Regions from separate parts of the Mus musculus genome. Here region 1 is linked to region 2. Evidence: chromatin contacts called from public Hi-C data. All regions are on one chromosome and are shown on one strand. Each heading gives the region's core, a stretch centred on a gene start, on an enhancer-like site or on the middle of the called end of the contact. The rest is flanking DNA. Distances are from core to core; before and after follow the strand shown. Region 1 overlaps Clybl (citrate lyase beta like). Region 2 holds the start of Zic2 (zinc finger protein of the cerebellum 2).

Region 1 (2,836 bases), core at 306-2,805, 140 kb after region 2:
AGAATGGAACTAGAGAAGCAAAGGGACACACAGATGGCCCTGCGCTTAGAAAATACTCAGGGTCACAATCTGGACCATCTGCTAGGTGTTCAGGAAACAGAGCTGAGATGATTTTAGGATTCAATGTTACAGCTTTAGCGCTCACCAGGACCCTCCTCATCTCTCTGACCTGCAAGGCTGTCATCGTCCTCAGAAGTACCACCCCAATCAAGTGGCTTACATCACTTACCCTTTAACCATTCACAGCAGTTGTGCTGAGGACAGGGGAGGGGGGGTCCTCTTTTGAGTCACACCCCTGATCCCTCCTTGAATAGGTAGTTCATGGGACATGGCATCTGAAAGCCAGAAGTATGTGTAGCAATCACTCTTTTAAGACAAGACTTGCTCACAAATACTAGGCACAACAGTGTTCAACTTTAATCCCAGCATTTGGGAGGCAGAGGCAGGTGGGTCTAAGATTGAGGCCAGCTGGACACCCAAGTTCCAGGATACCCAAAACTATTCTGAGGAACATGCTATCACTGGGCTTTATGCAAAGCCACAAGCTCAGGTCTTTTTTTTTTTTTTTTTTTTTTAACAACATAGTATTTCCAACTAAAATCTGTACTTAAAACCACAAGAAAAGTGAATTTCTACAATTCTGTAACCCCAAACCTCTACATGTTGTCTATGAATTATTACAGTGCAAAGGGCTCTCTCTGGTCATCTGTGGCTTCTCTAATAGACATAAGTTCTCCTCAAACCCATAACAACACAACAGCAAATCCTGGGGCTTCGGAAGCCATAATGGTATGGACTTTCACATGGTATCTGGAATCGCTTTCATGCCTTCCCTCCCCAAAATGCAGGACTGATCATATCACACGGTCGGGGACACAAGCTTTGGCTTGAGTTTCCTGGTCAGCTGTTAAACCCACTACATACGTTTTGGTTTTCAGAGTGACTGGAATTAGGAATAGAAAGTGGAGTATAATTGGAGAGTGGACTCACACCACTCTCTCTTTCCCAGAGGTTTGAAAGACCCATCGGTCAGTAGGACACCACCACCTTGTCACTAAAAAGGTGATTCTCCTCTAGAGTCATCTCGTGGCACTTCTGTTTCTCTGAAGGCTTCAGTGAGGCCTGTGGCCTCTCAGATATATCCCAGATAACAAAATGTAACAGCCCCTTGGAGACCTGGGTCTGGAGCTGAGGGCCTGTCTTTTCCATGGATGTTTAAAAAACAGCTCTGACTGGACCCCAAGGGGCAGCCTGCTTCAAAGGGCAGCTGGAAGGCCATGTGGGGATGGAGCATGGCACCTGTGCCCAGGGCTATCAGGCCTATCTTGAAAACAGAATGGAGAGCTTGTGCCCTGGGTTCCCAACAGGCAGCTAATTTCGCCTGCCATTTCTAGTCTTCCTCTGGCTCCAATTGCTTCTCGGCTTCCTCTTTTGCCTCAGATGGGCAGGTTTCCAGAGCTGTCAGATTTTCTTCTGCCCAAGTTAACAGGGACATTGATTTTGGAGGAAGGCAGGCCCTTCCTCCCACCCTCGTCCTTGCCCAGCTCCTGGCTGGATCTCGCCAACACTGTGGTATTGTCTGGTTTTATTAGTACTGCCTGGCTGAGGCCTCCCTTCCCAGGTGGCCCTGGTGGCTCTGGCTTCCTCTACTTGGCATGTTGACATGCATTTTTGGTCTCCCAGGGAGAGACTGCTTACCTGGATAATGGGCACTTGACCCTCTAGTTCCCAAAGTGGACTTGTGTACCGCAGCAGGACTTGCATCTGTTTTCACGACGATCGCCAGGAGGGAGTCATAGCAATGTGACCTTGCTCGGATGGCTCTGAGATTGATGGAAATTGGGTCACTTTAGGGGTTCTAATGGCTCTCAATGTGGGGATCCTAGAGGTCCTACTGTATTCATGGAGGACAATGTGTCCCTTCCAGAGTTGAAGCATGGCTCTTCCGAACTTTTTCATTGGGCATAGAATTGTGGGTGTCTGTTTCTCTGAAGAACTTGCCCATGAAGACAGGAAGTAGAAATTTACAGAGGATACTATAAAGGCCTTCAAAGGAAAAAAAAATGTTGCCCACAGCAGACATAGAGAAGTAGATTTGGAGGAAAGAGAGGAAGTTTTCCTTGTGTGGCACACATCACCCTTTCCCCGCCTCTTTCCTTTCTGACCATAGTGACAGTCTGCACATGGCTCGCCTGTCCACTCTTGGCCAACTCTAACCTGCCTTTAATATGGCTTTTTTTTTGGGGGGGGGGGGAGACAGTTTTGCTATGTAGCAAACACTGACCTGAAACTCCCAGCCCCTCTTGTTCCCAAATGCAGAGATCACAAGTGTGTACAATGAACATTACGCTTGGTTCAGAATGGTATTTTTATGCTATGTAAGTCTGCTACTCTGCACCATCTTAGAATACATCCAAAAGCCCTTATTATGTGGCTCTCAGCTCTACTCTCCCAGCTCCTGCCTTCCTCCTGTGTCTCTGATGTCCCTGAGCACACATCTTTCTAAAGCTCTTCTCAGCCCCTGGGCCTTCGAATCTCCCTCCCATCCCTCTAGAACCCATCCCCCCCACTTCCCCCCAGACCTTTGCTCAATTGTCAGGTACACAGAATGATTTTCTAGCAGGAGTCCTGTTTTCTGTCTTCGTTGCGTTTCGCACTGTGTGTTCTCATCACTATTATAAACTGACTACTGCGTGTACATCTGGGTGCACAACTGGCTCAGCGTCTATTGCACCAGCCATGAGATCTTCAAGAGGGGGTCCAACACTTAGGTTGCTTACACCCCAGATAACTGCAGTGACAGCCGCTTGTTGCCACGTGGTGGCTGTTCAATCCT
Region 2 (2,956 bases), core at 295-2,794:
TCCTCCAACAAAAACAAGCCCTGGCTGTCCTGCGCTCTCCCATTCCAGGTCCCTGGCTGATGGTCATTCCCCAACGCGTACGAACACACACACACACACACACACACACACACACACACGCTCAGTCTGTGCATTTATTTCTCCTCGAGGTGCCTCTTCCCACTGCTGACCCACGATTACCTGTATGAGTTCTTTTGTGGATCTTGAGGTTCTCGGAGCGTGCGAAGACCTTGCCACAGCCCGGGAAAGGACAGGGGAAGGGCTTCTCGCCAGTGTGCACGCGGATGTGGTTGACCAGTTTGTATTTGGCCTTAAAGGGTTTGCCCTCGCGTGGACACTCCTCCCAGAAGCAGACGTGGTTGCTCTGTTCCGGGCCGCCGACGTGCTCCACAGAGACGTGGGTCACCAGCTCGTGCATGGTGCTGAAAGTTTTGTTGCAGCTTTTCTTGGGATTGCTTAGCTGCTCCGGGTCGATCCACTTGCAGATGAGCTCTTGCTTGATGCACTGCTGCCGCATGTAGCGGAAAAAGGCACCAGGGTGGTGGTGGTGATGGTGGTGGTGGGCTGCGGCCGCTGCCATGTTCATCCCCATGTTCATATTCATAGGGCCGTACTGGTTGTGGAGCTGCGCCGCCGAGTAGGGGTCGGTCCGCGGGCTGGCCACTTGGCGGTATTGCTCCGAGCGCCCGAACACCTCGCCCGGCAGCCCTAGGCGCATTTGCCCATTGAGCACGTTCTGCGAGGCGTGCGGCCCGTGCTGCTCCGGGAGGCCAGGGAAAAGAAGGTGGCCCTGCGCGTCCGAGTGCGCGTGGTGAAGGCCGCCGGCGCCGGGTCCGAAGAGCCCGTGCTGCCCGCCTCCCGGCGCCGAGTCCCCGAAGCCCCGGCTGCGGAACAGGAAGTCCCGGGTGGAATTAAAGGGAGGCCCCGAATAGGAGCCAACGTGTGCGGCGTGGGGCCCTAGAGCCGCGGCCGCAGCGGCTGCAGCAGCCGAACCCGGGTAAGCACCCGGACCTTGCGACGTGAACGCCGAACTCTGACCAGGAGACAGTTCGTGTGCCCCGGGGTTGAGCTTGAAGGCGCCCATGTGCGCCGCGGCCGAGTCCACGAAGCCGTTCTGAGCTGCCGCCAGGCTCAGCTCGCGGTCCTGCATCTCGGCCGCCGCAGCCGCCGCTGCCGCGGCCGAGTGGTGGTGGTGGCGCGCGAAGCTGCCCACCCCGATGGCCGGGAACTGCGGCCCCGCGTCCAGAAGCATGGCCAGCGCGCCCGGCCGCCCCGCCGGCGCCGGTGAACCCCGCCGCCTGGATTTCCTCTTCGGATCGGCGAGGCGCGTCCTCTGGACGCCCGGCTCCGTGAACCGGCGGTGGAAATACTGGCGACTGCAGTCTCGGGAGCCGGGCTGGTGCGCCCGCCGCCGCCGCCTGTATCTGCCTCAGGCGGCCGGGCACCGAGCGAAGGCGCGGAGAGGAAGAGGAGGCGGCGGCGGAGGAGGCGCGGGAGGAGGAGGTGGAGGAGGAGAAGAGTCCAAAGCCAGGCGGAGAACCAAAGTGTATTAAAGGAGCTGCGGCGGGGGCGGGCGGGCAGGGCAGGGGAGGGCGGGCGGGAGGAGGGAGCGGAGGGAGGTGTGGGGAGCGGAGGAGAGGGGGGCCGCCGGAGGGCGAGCTCAGCGCCGCGGCCCCCACCCCTGCGCGCCCCCGCGCGCGCACGCACGCACGCACTCACTCGCTAGCTGCCTTGTACTGCCGGCGGACCAGGAGCCTGGCTGAGATCAGCGGCATCCGCCGAATGAAGTCAACGCGGCTGCGGGGCCACAGTGCCCTAGGGCAGTGGCTGTGCGCACACAAGCTGGCAGGGAGCGGACAGCAACAAGCTCCGCCAGCCCCAGAGCCTGGCGCACCCGCCGCTCCACCTGATCTCCGCAGGGGCGCTGGGCAGCCGGGAGGAGGAGGCTAGGCGTCGAGTCCACGGCGCTCTCGGGTGGCCGCTCCCTCCCCCGAGGCCTTGCTCACGCCGCCCAGAGCGCTGCCGGTATTGTTCGGCTTCGCGGTTGCTGCGGGGGTTTAGCCCTCTTGGCCCTCCGAGCTTGGCATTGGCGACGCCCGGAGTAGTAAACTTGCAGCGGTCACGAATTCCCCTAGATGAAGGAAACGGGCGCGTCGTCCCCTCTTTCTTTAAGTTGGGCTGGAGGAGGAGGGAGGGGGAGGAGCAGGGGAGGGGGGGACTGTGGGAGGGGAGAAGGCGAGGAGGGGGAGGGGAGCAGGGTGAGGCTAGTCTGAAAAACAATAACAACAATAAAAAAGTGTTCTCTGGTTCTCCCCCTTCCTCCAGCCGATCTGTTCTGGGCGCTAGTCCGGGAATGAGTGCTCGCATCAGCGAGGACAGAGCGAAGTCCTCGGCACAAGCAAATGCTAGGAGGCCAACACGAGTTCTTCCTCTCTCGCGGCTGCAGTGGGCAGCCTTCGCCACCGCCTCTGTTTATTTCGGTGGGCGCTGAGGCCGCAGCAGCAGCCTTTTATTTTTTTATTTTTTGTCCCCTCCTTTTCCTCTCCCCTCCCCCGCGTACCCGCCGGGTCTCCCGCCCGGGTATCCCTCCCTCCTTATCCAAGGCTCGGCCTCCTGGTCACACCGCCCCTTTAACGGGGACTCCCGCCCATCCCGCCCTCCAGAAACCGCTATTGGCCATCACGGCCTCGTCAATCCTTCGCCCAGCCCGCCCCACCTTCCCTGAGCCCCGCTTGGGTTGTGCAGCTGCAGCAGCGGCCCAACGCACCCATAGACTGGGCCTGCCAGCATGCAGGGTTTCGTTCGCGCGTCTGGCTCTGTGGCTCCCGTCACCAGCCGGCTAATTCAAGAGTTCAGCTGCGAGCCTAACGCGGTGCCAGGTCTATGGGTCTTGTCCCCTTCCGCCCGATCCTGCTCCCGTATACTTTGTCAGAGGCCACCAACTCCCCAGAGATTG

The links. Hi-C and Micro-C count contacts between places; a contact is called where the count stands out from the background.
Region 1: a Hi-C map of cerebellum shows a contact between it and region 2, with 2.3 times the contacts expected there. The contact joins the enhancer-like site here to the promoter of Zic2 in region 2. A contact is called at or near these places in 4 of 39 promoter capture datasets (all in embryonic stem cells), 4 of 484 Hi-C or Micro-C datasets (the HL-1 cell line, cerebellum and embryonic stem cells), 14 of 115 datasets of contacts at active chromatin or transcription factors (embryonic stem cells, epiblast stem cells, neural progenitor cells and 1 more) and 2 of 9 other capture datasets (liver and pancreatic islet).

Annotation. Positions count from the first base shown.
Region 1 is chr14:122,337,595-122,340,430 of GRCm38.p6, reverse strand. The region is part of intron 2 of Clybl (citrate lyase beta like); the gene reads right to left. Among named protein-coding and RNA genes, the nearest start is that of Gm25464, 49 kb to the left of the region's middle. Within about 2 kb of position 1,555, at least 16 of the 459 cell types and tissues checked have an H3K27ac peak or open chromatin away from gene starts, as enhancers often do. A contact at or near this core is called in cerebellum, where this site is marked.
Region 2 is chr14:122,473,972-122,476,927 of GRCm38.p6, reverse strand. Zic2 (zinc finger protein of the cerebellum 2) reads right to left here and starts at 1,544. Exons shown (of 3, transcript NM_009574.3): 1 at 181-1,544. The coding sequence starts at 1,252. 2610035F20Rik (RIKEN cDNA 2610035F20 gene) reads left to right here and starts at 1,729. Exons shown (of 5, transcript NR_045046.1): 1 at 1,729-2,025; 2 at 2,326-2,480.